Linked DNA regions of Pungitius pungitius: region 2 is linked to region 1. Evidence: chromatin contacts called from public Hi-C data. All regions are on one chromosome and are shown on one strand. Each heading gives the region's core, a stretch centred on a gene start, on an enhancer-like site or on the middle of the called end of the contact. The rest is flanking DNA. Distances are from core to core; before and after follow the strand shown.

What was found. A called contact is a pair of places that touch in the nucleus more often than the background predicts.
Region 2: a contact with region 1 is called in a Hi-C map of muscle, with 15 times the contacts expected there. The contact joins the promoter of LOC134107135 here to the promoter of fat4 in region 1. A contact is called at or near these places in 2 of 2 Hi-C or Micro-C datasets (both in muscle).

Annotation. Positions count from the first base shown.
Region 1 is chr2:16,465,877-16,471,710 of fPunPun2.1, forward strand. It overlaps fat4 (FAT atypical cadherin 4), which reads left to right and starts at 2,258. Exons shown (of 16, transcript XM_037460777.2): 1 at 2,258-5,834. The coding sequence starts at 2,635.
Region 2 is chr2:16,672,728-16,678,561 of fPunPun2.1, forward strand. LOC134107135 reads right to left here and starts at 3,740. Exons shown (of 3, transcript XM_062558590.1): 1 at 3,500-3,740; 2 at 2,513-2,670; 3 at 1,039-1,718. The coding sequence starts at 3,590. The coding sequence ends at 1,428. It overlaps LOC134107134 (a long non-coding RNA gene), which reads right to left and starts at 339. Exons shown (of 4, transcript XR_009942652.1): 1 at 260-339.

The DNA.
Region 1 (5,834 bases), core at 1,008-3,507:
GCAGCCTCGGGAAAGTAATTTTCCAAACAAAAATGTATCAACAAAACCACTCGGATGGTGCATGATTGATGCAGAAGATACAGTCCTGGTGTTTCATTCAGCACGGACTCTGAACGGAATACGTGCAAATTCAGTGGCAGCAGCAGAGGTTGCTTTTACCCAAATATGGTTTGGGAGAGACTCATCGCGAGAATCATCAGTGGTCGGCTGTGGTTGAGGAACACATGTTGAAGTGTTTTTGAGCAAGTCGCTGAAAGGGCTCATGAGTTCATGTATAGGGAGAAATGTTTGGTAGTTTACGGATTGACTAGGTCTCTGCTGCAGTTTCAAAATGCACTTAGAGAGCCAGAATCAATACGCCAGATGTACCAAATGAAGGCTTAATAATATCCCCCGCCACATATCGTTACAACATCCTCCTCTGTGTTTTCCTTCATCCTCTCCGTTCATTTGAACTTTCCCCTTGAGCGGCGTCTCTTTCCTTTCCACCAGACGCCCTTTGACTCCTCTCCTTTCATTCCAGGTCCTCTCTGATTCCACAGTTCTCCTCACCTGAGATTTCTTCCTCCAGCACAAGAGCCATTGAGCTCAGCTTAGCTCACGGTGACGTCTTTAAAAGTATTGACTGTTCGTCGTGATGGGGAGAGTTTGTACACCCGCACCGTAACAAGTTCCACCAAAATCCTCAGGAGTCTTCCTCTGGCGACCATGAATGGGATCAATAACTAAGCTTGATGGAAACCTGGAGAGCCAGAACATTGAATCTGAGCCCGTCCAGTCCACCCTGTGATTCCATTGCGCCGCTGATTCACGGCCCGCTTAATGTCTAGGCGGCCTGATTACAAAAGCCACAAATTGTCAAATACAAAAGCCTGAGTAAACATTTACGTTCCTTTTAAACGAGGGTTGTAATTATCCTCCGTGTTGTGACGTAAGGACGGACGAAGGGACGTCACTTCCCAGATCGTCCACGTGTGGGATCCAAAGCATTCCTCCTTCTTCTCGATGGATTCATGTGACCTGAGGCTATTCATTGAAACATGTTTTTTGGAAATGATTGATGCCTTGAATTCACCCACATTGTTACCAGTGAAGGTTGTGCAGTAGTATTATAATCCGCCTTATCTCTGCTAACTGTCTTTCTAATGTTACTCCGTAAAACTGTAATGCGAACACTGCTGGAGAAGTCCTAAAGACTGAATGGGAAGACATATATTCAAAATTTACTGAGTCAAATATTATCAGTGATCTGCTCATCGGGAAGAAATACAAGGTTATTATGGAAGAGAAGTTCTAAGCTCTGCGTGAATATTTTGTATCATTTTGTCTGTTCTGGTAAAAAAATGTATTTCCATCATTATGCAAGTTTTTATGTTTATGTTTTGGTGACTATTCCAAATTTTCCATCAGTTTTTTTGGTTGCTTTTTTCATAATTCTGTCTGTTTAAACTCATCAGAAAGATCTACTGAAATGTATTTTGGGTGGAAGTACCATCGTTTGGCCACTAGATAGAACTACTTACCCACAAAAAGAAACTTCCTGGGACTTCAATTCTATGCAAAGACCTGGATGGCTTTTATGAAGTCAGGAAATGACTGAAAATGAACTTCCTTAATTTAGAATCATATATTTCGATAGCATTTGAATCCCGAATAACGGAATAGAAGACATTGATTGTACATAGAAAGACATACATTCCAGTGTTTAAGCTACAATGCAAATCATTATAACATATACTGTAGAAAGTTATTGTCCTTTTGTTTCTAATCATACGATCATAATTGAATGGTTTCATTATAGTACGGGTACAGGTAACAATCCAAACATTACTTTTTAGTCATCACATTTGATTTCAAAGAAATCTTCACCCATTTGATGCCCATAAATATCCCCCCCATTAGTCCCAGTATTAAATAAAACGAGGAGCATGACTTCTGTCGTAGGATGTGTGTGTCTGTAAGTTATTTTGAGAAAACATTTTTTATCCTACGCTCATTGAAAGCGTTTTAACACCCATTAATCTGTTAGCGGAGTAATTAAAAGCGCTCAGGGCATCGTTACCTGTCTCATGTGATTGACATCTTCTTCTGCAAGCGGGGCCGCTAGACACAATGGGGGGGGGGGGTAATGCGGTGGGAGGGCGGGCAGGAGCACAGGCGTCCAATGGGATCGGCGATGGGAGGGAGTTTGTGGTTCTCCAGCTTTGTCCGAACTTACAGGGGCTCCTGAGCGCACTATGACCGAAGCGCCGTTACTCCGCGGGACGCTCTCCACGCCGCGCACCCGCTCGCTAACTTTGGATGAACTTTTTTTTGTGTTTTTAAATATTATTATAGTTTCGTGCATCTTGCAAGAGTGAGGACGTTTTGTTTCATCTTTCAAAGGATTGCCAGTTTCCTGCCTTTTTTTCTTCTTTTTTTGCGGAGTTGAATTAAAACTTGTGCAGGAATCATTGTCTCCCTTCAAGGAGGGTTTTCTTCTTGTTGCACTGGCACGCTGCGCGGGATCAGAGGAAGAAGAAGAGCACTTGTGGATTACTTTGGGACAGTGAATGACGAGCTGCTCACTAACTAATGCAGCGCTTTGGTGAGTGCAGTGGATGCGTCTTCGGCATGGACTCTGTCTGACTGACCATGGCGCGCACAGGTAGGGGCTTGGGCCGCTTTCACTTCGTTCTGCTGGCGCTGTGGACTCTGTCGCGCTACTCCGCGTCCAGCCAGGTCCGTCAAGAGTTCCAGGTCCCGGAGGAGCAGCCCGTCGGCACCTACGTGGGTAAAATAGAGACCAAGCCCAGCTTCTCTTACCGCTTCAGCGAGAACCACAAACTTTTTGCAATTAACGCCACCACCGGAGTGATTTACACATCCTCGGTGATTGACAGGGAGCTCCTGCAGAGTGATGTCATCAACGTGGTGGTGCTGTCCAGCCAGCCCACGTACCCAACCGAGGTGCGCATAGTAGTTTTGGATATTAACGACAACTCCCCGGTGTTCCCGGACGCGTCCATCGTCGTGTCCTTCAAGGAGGACGCCAGCAGCGGCCGGCAAGTGATCCTGGACACGGCCACGGACTCCGACATCGGGAGCAACGGAGTCGATCACACCACGTACCGGATAGTGAAAGGCAACGAGCAGAGGAGGTTCCGCCTGGATATTACGGTCAATCCCAGTGGAGAGGGCGCATTCTTGCACCTCGTATCCACCGGAGGCTTGGACAGGGAAGTCACTCCCTTCTATCAGCTGCTGGTGGAGGTGGAGGACAAAGGGGAACCCAAAAAGTTTGGCTACATGCAAGTGAACGTCACTATTCAAGACATAAATGACAACCCACCCGTTTTCGACCAAGAACAATATCAGAACAGCATTTTTGAGGATGCAACCGTGGGCTCAAGTGTTCTGCAGATTACAGCGTCAGATCGGGATGAGGGAGCCAATTCTGAGGTCAGGTATTTTTTAGATGAGGGAACACCTTTCCAAATTGACCCCCATGCAGGTACTATTATTATGAAAGAGGGTTTGGATTATGAGAGTAAGAGGGAGTATTCCCTGACTATTCATGCGGTAGACAACGGGGTGCCCTCCCTGTCGGGCAGGACAGAAGCCACCATCAAACTTTTAGACGTGAACGACAACGACCCAGTGGTGAAGTTCAGGTATTTCCCCACCACCTCTAAATTCGCCTCCGTCGACGAAAACGCACAGATCGGCACCGTGGTGGCTCTGCTCACTGTTTCAGATTCAGACTCCCCCGCTGCCAACGGCAACATATCCGTTTCTATCTTGGGAGGCAACGAGCAGAGGCACTTTGAAGTGCACACCTCCCCCGTGCCCAACTTGAGTCTCATCAAAGTGGCCAGTGTGTTGGACAGAGAGCGAATCTCCTCATACAACCTGACTGTGTCGGTGTCGGACAACGGCACGCCCGTCGCCAGGTCCTCCTTCGCCAGTCTGGTCATTTTTGTGAACGATATCAACGATCACCCGCCCATATTCCAGCAAACACTGTACAGGGTGGATATCAGCGAGGACGTACCGAAAGGCAGCTACATTAAAGGGGTTTCTGCAACCGACGGCGACTCCGGGCAGAACGCCAACCTGCGCTACTCCCTGGTGTCTGGAAACGCTTTGGGCTGGTTCTCCATCAGTGAGAACAGCGGTCTGGTGACCAGCGCCGCTTTGCTGGACCGGGAGATAGCATCTGAAATTGTGCTCAACATTAGTGCCAAAGACCAGGGGCTGCAGCCCAAGATCTCCTACACTAAACTGGTCGTGAACATCACCGACGTGAATGACCAAGTGCCCACGTTCACACAGGGCGCGTACCACGTCTCGCTGGCGGAGCACGCCGCCGCTGGCACCGAGCTGCTGGTGCTGTCGGCCTCGGACGACGACGTCGGGGCCAACGGAACTGTCCGCTTCTCGTTCGATGGGGAGACCCCGGCCGCCGTCCAGCAGCTGTTCCGCCTGGATGCGATTTCGGGGCGGCTGAGCACGGCCGCCGAGCTGGACAGGGAGGAGCGGGCCTCCTACTTGCTCCACGTCCAGGCAGCTGACGCAGGCAGCCCCGCTTTGCACTCTGTAGGGAAAGTCAACATCACGCTGAGGGACATTAATGACAATAGGCCGGTTTTCTACCCGCTGCAGTATTTTGCCAACGTGAAAGAGAACGAGCCCGAGGGCTCTTATGTAACCACCGCCTCAGCAACAGACCCCGATTTGGGCCGAAACGGCACGCTCAAATATATAATCACAGCTGGAGATTCTTCCAAGTTTCGCATCAATAGCAACACAGGGAAAATTACCACGCTCGTGCCCCTGGATAGAGAGGAGAAGACCGCCTACCAGCTGCAGGTCACAGCTGCAGATGGTGGAGGCCTGCGCTCACAGACCCAGGCCATAGTGACTGTGACCGTCATCGACACACAGGATAACCCCCCGGTCTTCAGCCAGGAAGTCTACAGCTTTGTCATGTTTGAAAACGTGGGCATCGGGACGGTTATAGGCACCGTGTCAGCCACCACCGTAGATCTGAACACAAACATTTCATATCTCATCACCTCGGGTGACCACAGGGGGCTTTTTTCAGTGAACAGCGCAGGTCAGATCACAGCATCAAGCCAGATAGACAGAGAAGAGCAGGACTTCTATCAGCTGAAGGTTGTAGCGAGAGCTGGGGAGATCACGGGAGAGGCCCTGGTGAACATCAAGGTGAAGGACCTAAATGACAACGGCCCTCGTTTCTTTCACGCCGTGGAGCATGTGAGTGCAGTGGAAAACTGGAGCATGGGTCACGTCATATTCCAGGCCAAAGCGTCGGATCCCGATGAAGGCACAAACGGCGTGGTGGTCTACAGCCTCAAGCAGAACCCCAGGGGACTGTTCCACATTCACGAGAAGCACGGCCTCATCACGCTGACCGGGCCGCTGGAGGTCACCACGAGCTCCTACGAGGTCGAGGTCACGGCGTCAGACACGGGGGTCCCCCGGCACAGCTCCGACCTCGTGCTGATCGTCAGCGTTTATGACGTCAATGACAACTCGCCGGTATTCGACCAGCTTTCGTACGAGGTCGTCATCCTGGAGTCCGAGCCTGTCAACAGTCGCTTTTTTAAAGTGGAGGCCACCGACAAAGACTCCGGTCTCAACGGGGAGATTATGTATGACATCGCAGGGGGCAACACCAGGGATGTGTTTGGCATCTTTCCAGATGGGCAGCTGTACATCAAAGATGAGCTGGACCGAGAGGCGCAAGACAGATATAACTTAGTGGTCGTGGCCAAGGACCGGGCCGTGGAGCCGCTGAGTGCCACCGTCAACGTCAGCGTGATTCTAGA
Region 2 (5,834 bases), core at 2,490-4,989, 210 kb after region 1:
GGAAACAACAACTTTAGGTTTAGTAAACAAAACAATTTGCTTAGAGAAAAGATTGAGTTGTGTGACTTAAGGTCGACTGAAGGCCTCCGATTCTCCTAAATCAACAAATATCAAATCAGTCCAATCAGTGCAGACTGTGAAATTCTCCGGTCCTTAAAAAAGGTCTCTTTGGTACGCGTGACGAGGGCCCAGACAGAACCCGACCCGGCGGCGCAGGGCAGCTCGTGTGTGCGTGTGATGGAAGGAGGCGCCGCCGTACCTCTTGACACAGCCCACCCAGCTGCGCTGCTGCTGGCAGAGCCGCTCGAACTGCTCCGCCGTGGCCCGCAGCCTCCGCACCTGCCCCCCCACCTGCGACACAGCACTGGGTAAAGCAGGGTGTTGTTATGTCACATCATTTTCAGCATGAATAACGACGGAGGGAGGGGGGGGGGCTAATAGACGGAGGCCTCGATTCTCAAAAAGAGAAGAGAGACTTGAACCCGGCGCCGTCATCTGGAAAGATGAGCAAATGCAGGAAGAAGAAAAAAAAAGAAGGGGGGGGGGGTGGTCGGGCGTGATCTCCAGCTTCCTGGACTTTCACAATAATTCACAGGCTTGGAGGCTCTCGTTAAGTTTCCCACTAAATTTGAAACCGTGAAGTTTGGAATTTCATAGAATCAAATCAATCAAACAATCAAAATCAGTCTCTGATGTCAAACGGGCCCCGGATCAGTTTTAACCGGCTAACTTGAGATAGGAGGAGCTGGCAGCAGGACCGAGTTGCACAGCGTTATTTATCTGGAGGAGTTGGCTGGAAGCTCGACAACAATAAAAACGCCACATTGGTTCTAAAACCATTAGAAGCCCAAAATGTATCTATTTATGCACCGATAAAGTGCCAGAGAAAACAAACAGTCCAACCCTGACACCTGCTGGACAAAGAGTCTCACTACTTGTTCTGTTCATTGCTGCGTTTGAATGTCCGGTTCGTGTGAATGACCTCGTTGAGGTCAAAGGTTAAGAGAAACTCGGCTCGGCTCCCTTTACCTGCGTCTGGTGAGCCGAGCGTAGATCCTTCAGCTCGTCCGTCAGCCTTTGGTTGGAGCCTCGTAGCTCCGCCAGCTCCGCCCTCTTCCTGTTGGGGACAAATAGAAGAAAGGATGGGTTTTTGTTGTAATGTGTGTTCAAACACATGCAGCAGGTTTCATTTGTTTGACCTTGAATTTACTTTTTGGATAGTTTTTTACAAAATGTCTGCTTTTCATCTGGACAGAACTGACAAGGAACACGACTTTTAGCACTTAGTTGGTAGCCTCATAAAGCTTGTGTTTTACATCCAACCAGCATCAACAGTAAAGGACTGTCCTCAATCTCAACCTGAAAACACATGCACATTCTTACAAATATCCCCACCACCAATGCAATATCAGCCCGTGCACGTGACTCTATACAATCAGAGAGCTCGAGGAGTGGTCCTGCCTGCGTTGCTCCGCCTGCAGGCTCTCCATCAGGCCGGCCCGCCGCCGGGCCTCAGCGTGCAGCTCCGCCTGGAGGCTCTCTGCCGTCGCGGCCTTGCGTTGGGCCTCGGCGTGCAGCTCCTCCACCAGGCCCTCCAGCTTCGCCTCGGAGCTCTGCAGGCACAGCAGCTCGGCGCCGACCTGCCGCAGCAGCTCGCCGTCCCGGGAGCTCGCCTCCGCCAGCAGGAGCAGGCGCTGCTGCAGCCGGCCCACCAGGTCCTGCAAGAGGGACGCAACGTGCACAACAATCCCACTCACAAAAAAAAGCTTTCGATATTCTGTTTCATTGCTCTATTTTGACGTAGTTAACTATGATTGTCTGTCATTTCACTGCGGAATTCCGTAATTTATGAATCCTAAAAATCCTCACTTATAGAGGCGTTATCGTCTTGCACAGGCGTGATTTCAGGCGCACCTATAGGTCAAATAGTTTGAAACTTGTCCAAACCTGACAGATCTTATGCGAGTAAAGTGAGTGAGTCACACTCTCCAAACTCTCCTGACAAATACCATCGAGATGCTCGTTTGTAAACGTGAAGCGGCAATGAATCTCAGAGGTCCAAAGGTTATTATGGGACGCAACTACAACAAAATAAAATGAAAGACACAATTTCCTTCAGAGCTGTGTCCAAATCCAGAATGCAACAAAAGCCCCAAAAGGCTACAAACCGCTGCCAAAGCCTTTGCAGCCTGTTAGCGCGGGCTCCGACTGGTGCCATAATTCCAGTGTAATTTCCAGTAATTGCAGCATAGGTGGCGGCTGGTATGGATACTGCTGTGTGCTGTTAAATGGTGGGATTATAATGAGGTGAAACGCTACAACATTGAATCACACGAATTCAAAACAACTACAAGACTGCGACAGTCATCTGATACCTCGTCTGTGTATGAATATTGATTATGGTCGCTCAAGATGCCCCCCCCCGACAGTACCCCCCCCCCCCCCCCCCCCCCAGCCCTCTCCTGATCACTCCAACGAGACCCCCCCCTTCTCCCTTCTCTGATCTGCTGACCTGCTGCTGGTGGATCTTGCCGACGAGCTGCTCCTCCCTCACCCGGAGCTCCGCGTTGATCTGCTCCCGGAGGCGAAGCCCGGCGGCGGCGGCCTCCAGCTCGCCGCGCAGCTTCCTCTCGCGGCCCCCGGCCAGCAGCAGCTCCCTGTCGAGCGCCGCTGCAGAGTGCGTCGTTTCCATCCCATGGTGAGTGTCATTGTTTAGTTCTGAGCCTCTGGTTGGGCCTCTCACTCAAGCAACTTGTAAGACACAATGCTACATGGGGACGGCCATCATATATTTCAATAAAAAAAAATCTATGCCCTTTTTACACTCAATTAATGAATAAATTCATTTTCATTTCTGACTCAAATCCATCTACAGGAGCCTCATTACATAAACTTCTTTAACGATAACCCGATGTAATATCATTGGAGGAAGACATTTAGACATTACCGATGCGTTTCCTATTTAGGTTGTCTTATTTTAGGAAAGAAATTAATGAACTTTTCATTAATTCAATGTTCAAACGTGTGATTTCTTTCATTAAGGCCTCCGACTCCTCGACGCTAAAACCGAATATTACGAGAGGACTCGAGCAGTGAGGATATTCTTCTGCGATGAGGTCCTAATTTCACCCACAGTTGACCTTTGAACTTTGATTACAGACTGTGGAGCTGGTGTGGAGGGAAAGTTAACGTCCTAACCGACAAAAACAAAGATCCAAATGCTGCCCGGTGGCAGAAGGAACGTTGTTTTCTGCACGTTAGTAACATAAAACCTCCAAAAATCTAAATAGGCGGAAGTATCGACGTTTACTGACCAGAGAGCCATGTGTGATGAACCACACTTTACATTATTATAGAATCTCAGGCTTTTCATTCAGAATAAACACAACTGTGAATCCGAGCAGACAGACGAAACACAAATGACTAACAAGGTCATAAAGGCAGCGAGCACCAGACTGAAGCAGGGCTTCAAGTGTAAATGTGTAACTTTCCTTCTCACCTTTGTCGTGAGCCAGCCGGTTGCACTTGGCCGTGAGATACTGGATCTGACTGTGGTCCTCGCCGCCGTGCGCTCCGAAAAACCTCCTCATGATCGATCAGTGGATCTCTCTCTCTCTCTCTCTTTCCGAATCGCCACCTACAGCCTCCCACAGCTACCCATGATCCTTAGCAGCAAGGGCAGGTGTGTCACGCCCCGGGTCAGAGGGGACGCAGTGCGCCCGTCTCCTGCACCGCGGTGTCTCAAAGAGGACCGAGCGCACCTACGGAGGGCGAGTTCAAGCATTAATCCCAGCTGCTGTTGTCAGACCAGGGGGGCGAGGCCTGCTGCTGTGTGTGTGTGTGTGTGTGTGTGTGTGTGTGTGTGTGTGTGTGTGGGTGGGCGTGTTGCGTCTAGCAGGCGGGCGTCTTTTCGCCAGCCGCCTCGGGGGACAAGGTCTTTATTTAGTCAAATCCGACGCTCAAAGAAGTCAAGTACATGTGTACTCTGGGTGTCCTCAGCGGAATCTCTAAGTACTTTACTTAAGTGCAAACTGAAGGTGCATACTTTACCAATCCACCTACAAATCCTGTACCATTGTGCTTTAACATTAATGCATACCAATAATAATTTCACTTTACTTTTATTACTGTAGGTGCTTGGTTATACTGAGTGATATTTTCAATTTAACTTTTTTTACTTGTACGTAATAGATCTCGGTTCTCTGGAGACCGTATGAGATCTAGAAGCAGATTGAACATGGAGGACCTTGCAGGTATTTTAGGTTTTGCTCAATTAATAAATGAAAACATTTAGTTCAATCATTTCTGTGTGGATCAATTCAAGGAGTTTTTCCCCTCAATCTCTATTTATTAAGTGTGATAGTGTGACTTTTTTCACTTTAAACATTTAATACTGCTTTTCTTCTCTCTTCCCAGAAAGGTGTCAGTCAAACCGTGTGACGTCGCATGTCACACGGTCGCATGTCACCCCCCCCCCCCCCTCCCCCTCTGTCAGTTACCACAAAGCATTTAAAGTTGAACAAGTTCAGTCTTCAGTTGCTTGATTTATAATGTGCAAAGGCATATAACCAATAACTTTAAAGTTCAAGTTAAGGCCTGTAGAGTCCCGTCATGGTTTTAGAGTTCTATATTGAGGATATACTTTGTATAGTTATAGGTTTTAATCATGTCTTGTTTATACAGCAGCCTCTAACGACAGAGGACCACAGTTATAGAATCACTACATTATGCTGTGTCATAAACGTGTATTGACTGCTTAAAGTAAATCATTTAATAATAATACATTTGCCATTTCGGTACAAAAAACATTAAATGTGTAAAGGTACAACTTTTACTACACTTATTAAAAACGTATGTTCGAAAAAAACTTTTTTTTTTTAATATGAACATAAGATGAGGCCAAAGAGATGACTTCAGCTCATCTCACTTTCTGAGAAGTGGACTCAATCCGATCCCACAAAGCAAACGTTCGATAGTCATTCAAAAGAGAGTATGTTTAAAAATGGCGTTTATTAAAAAAAAGAAGAAAAAAAAGAAAACCACCATGCTGACTTCTGCCGCTTTAACAGAAAGGTTGTCGATGGAAAACGGCGTCGGACATTTTGACACGAAGCGCCTGAACGTTCAAACGAAATAAATACAACATCCCCCCCAAAATGCGTGAGAAAACAAGAGAGGAACACGAGAGAACATGTGACAAGTCACGCGCACATCAATTCAGTTCAGTAGTAGTTATTATTATTATTCAGTAGTCAAATGTAGTTGAGATTCCACACTAAGAAGCTGCGGTGCGTTTTAATCCAATCGGTGATCTCTGGGAGGAGGTGAAGGCAAACATCACAGCCGACGTGTTTGAATTAGAAACCCACGGGTCAGTTGGTGTTCTTATCCGCGGCTTTCCTCTGCAGATTTCCAATATTCGGGAGGAGATTAGCACAGTTTAGCTAGCGACTAGCTTAGCATAAAGACTGGAAGCTCTTCGCTTACAAAAAACAAGCGCCTGTCGACTTCCCTAAAAGTTACACATGTATCTTGATGTAAAAATGACAATGGGAGTTATGTACTATTCAATTACAAACAGGTTTTATACTGAATGCAAGTAAATCCCTTTAAAACTACAATTTGTCATTTCTAAAACATTTATTTGTATGGAAAACAATATATTTCATGTTAATAAAGAACTTTGATGGTGTATTACTTGCATATTGTTGAACTTTTACAGGCTCAATGTCTTCCCTTATTTCCAGTTTATATAAACTAAGCTAATCCCATCTTGATTCAAACGCAAATAAAATAAAAGTGGTATCGATCTCCGGACTGGACTTTAAAAAAGA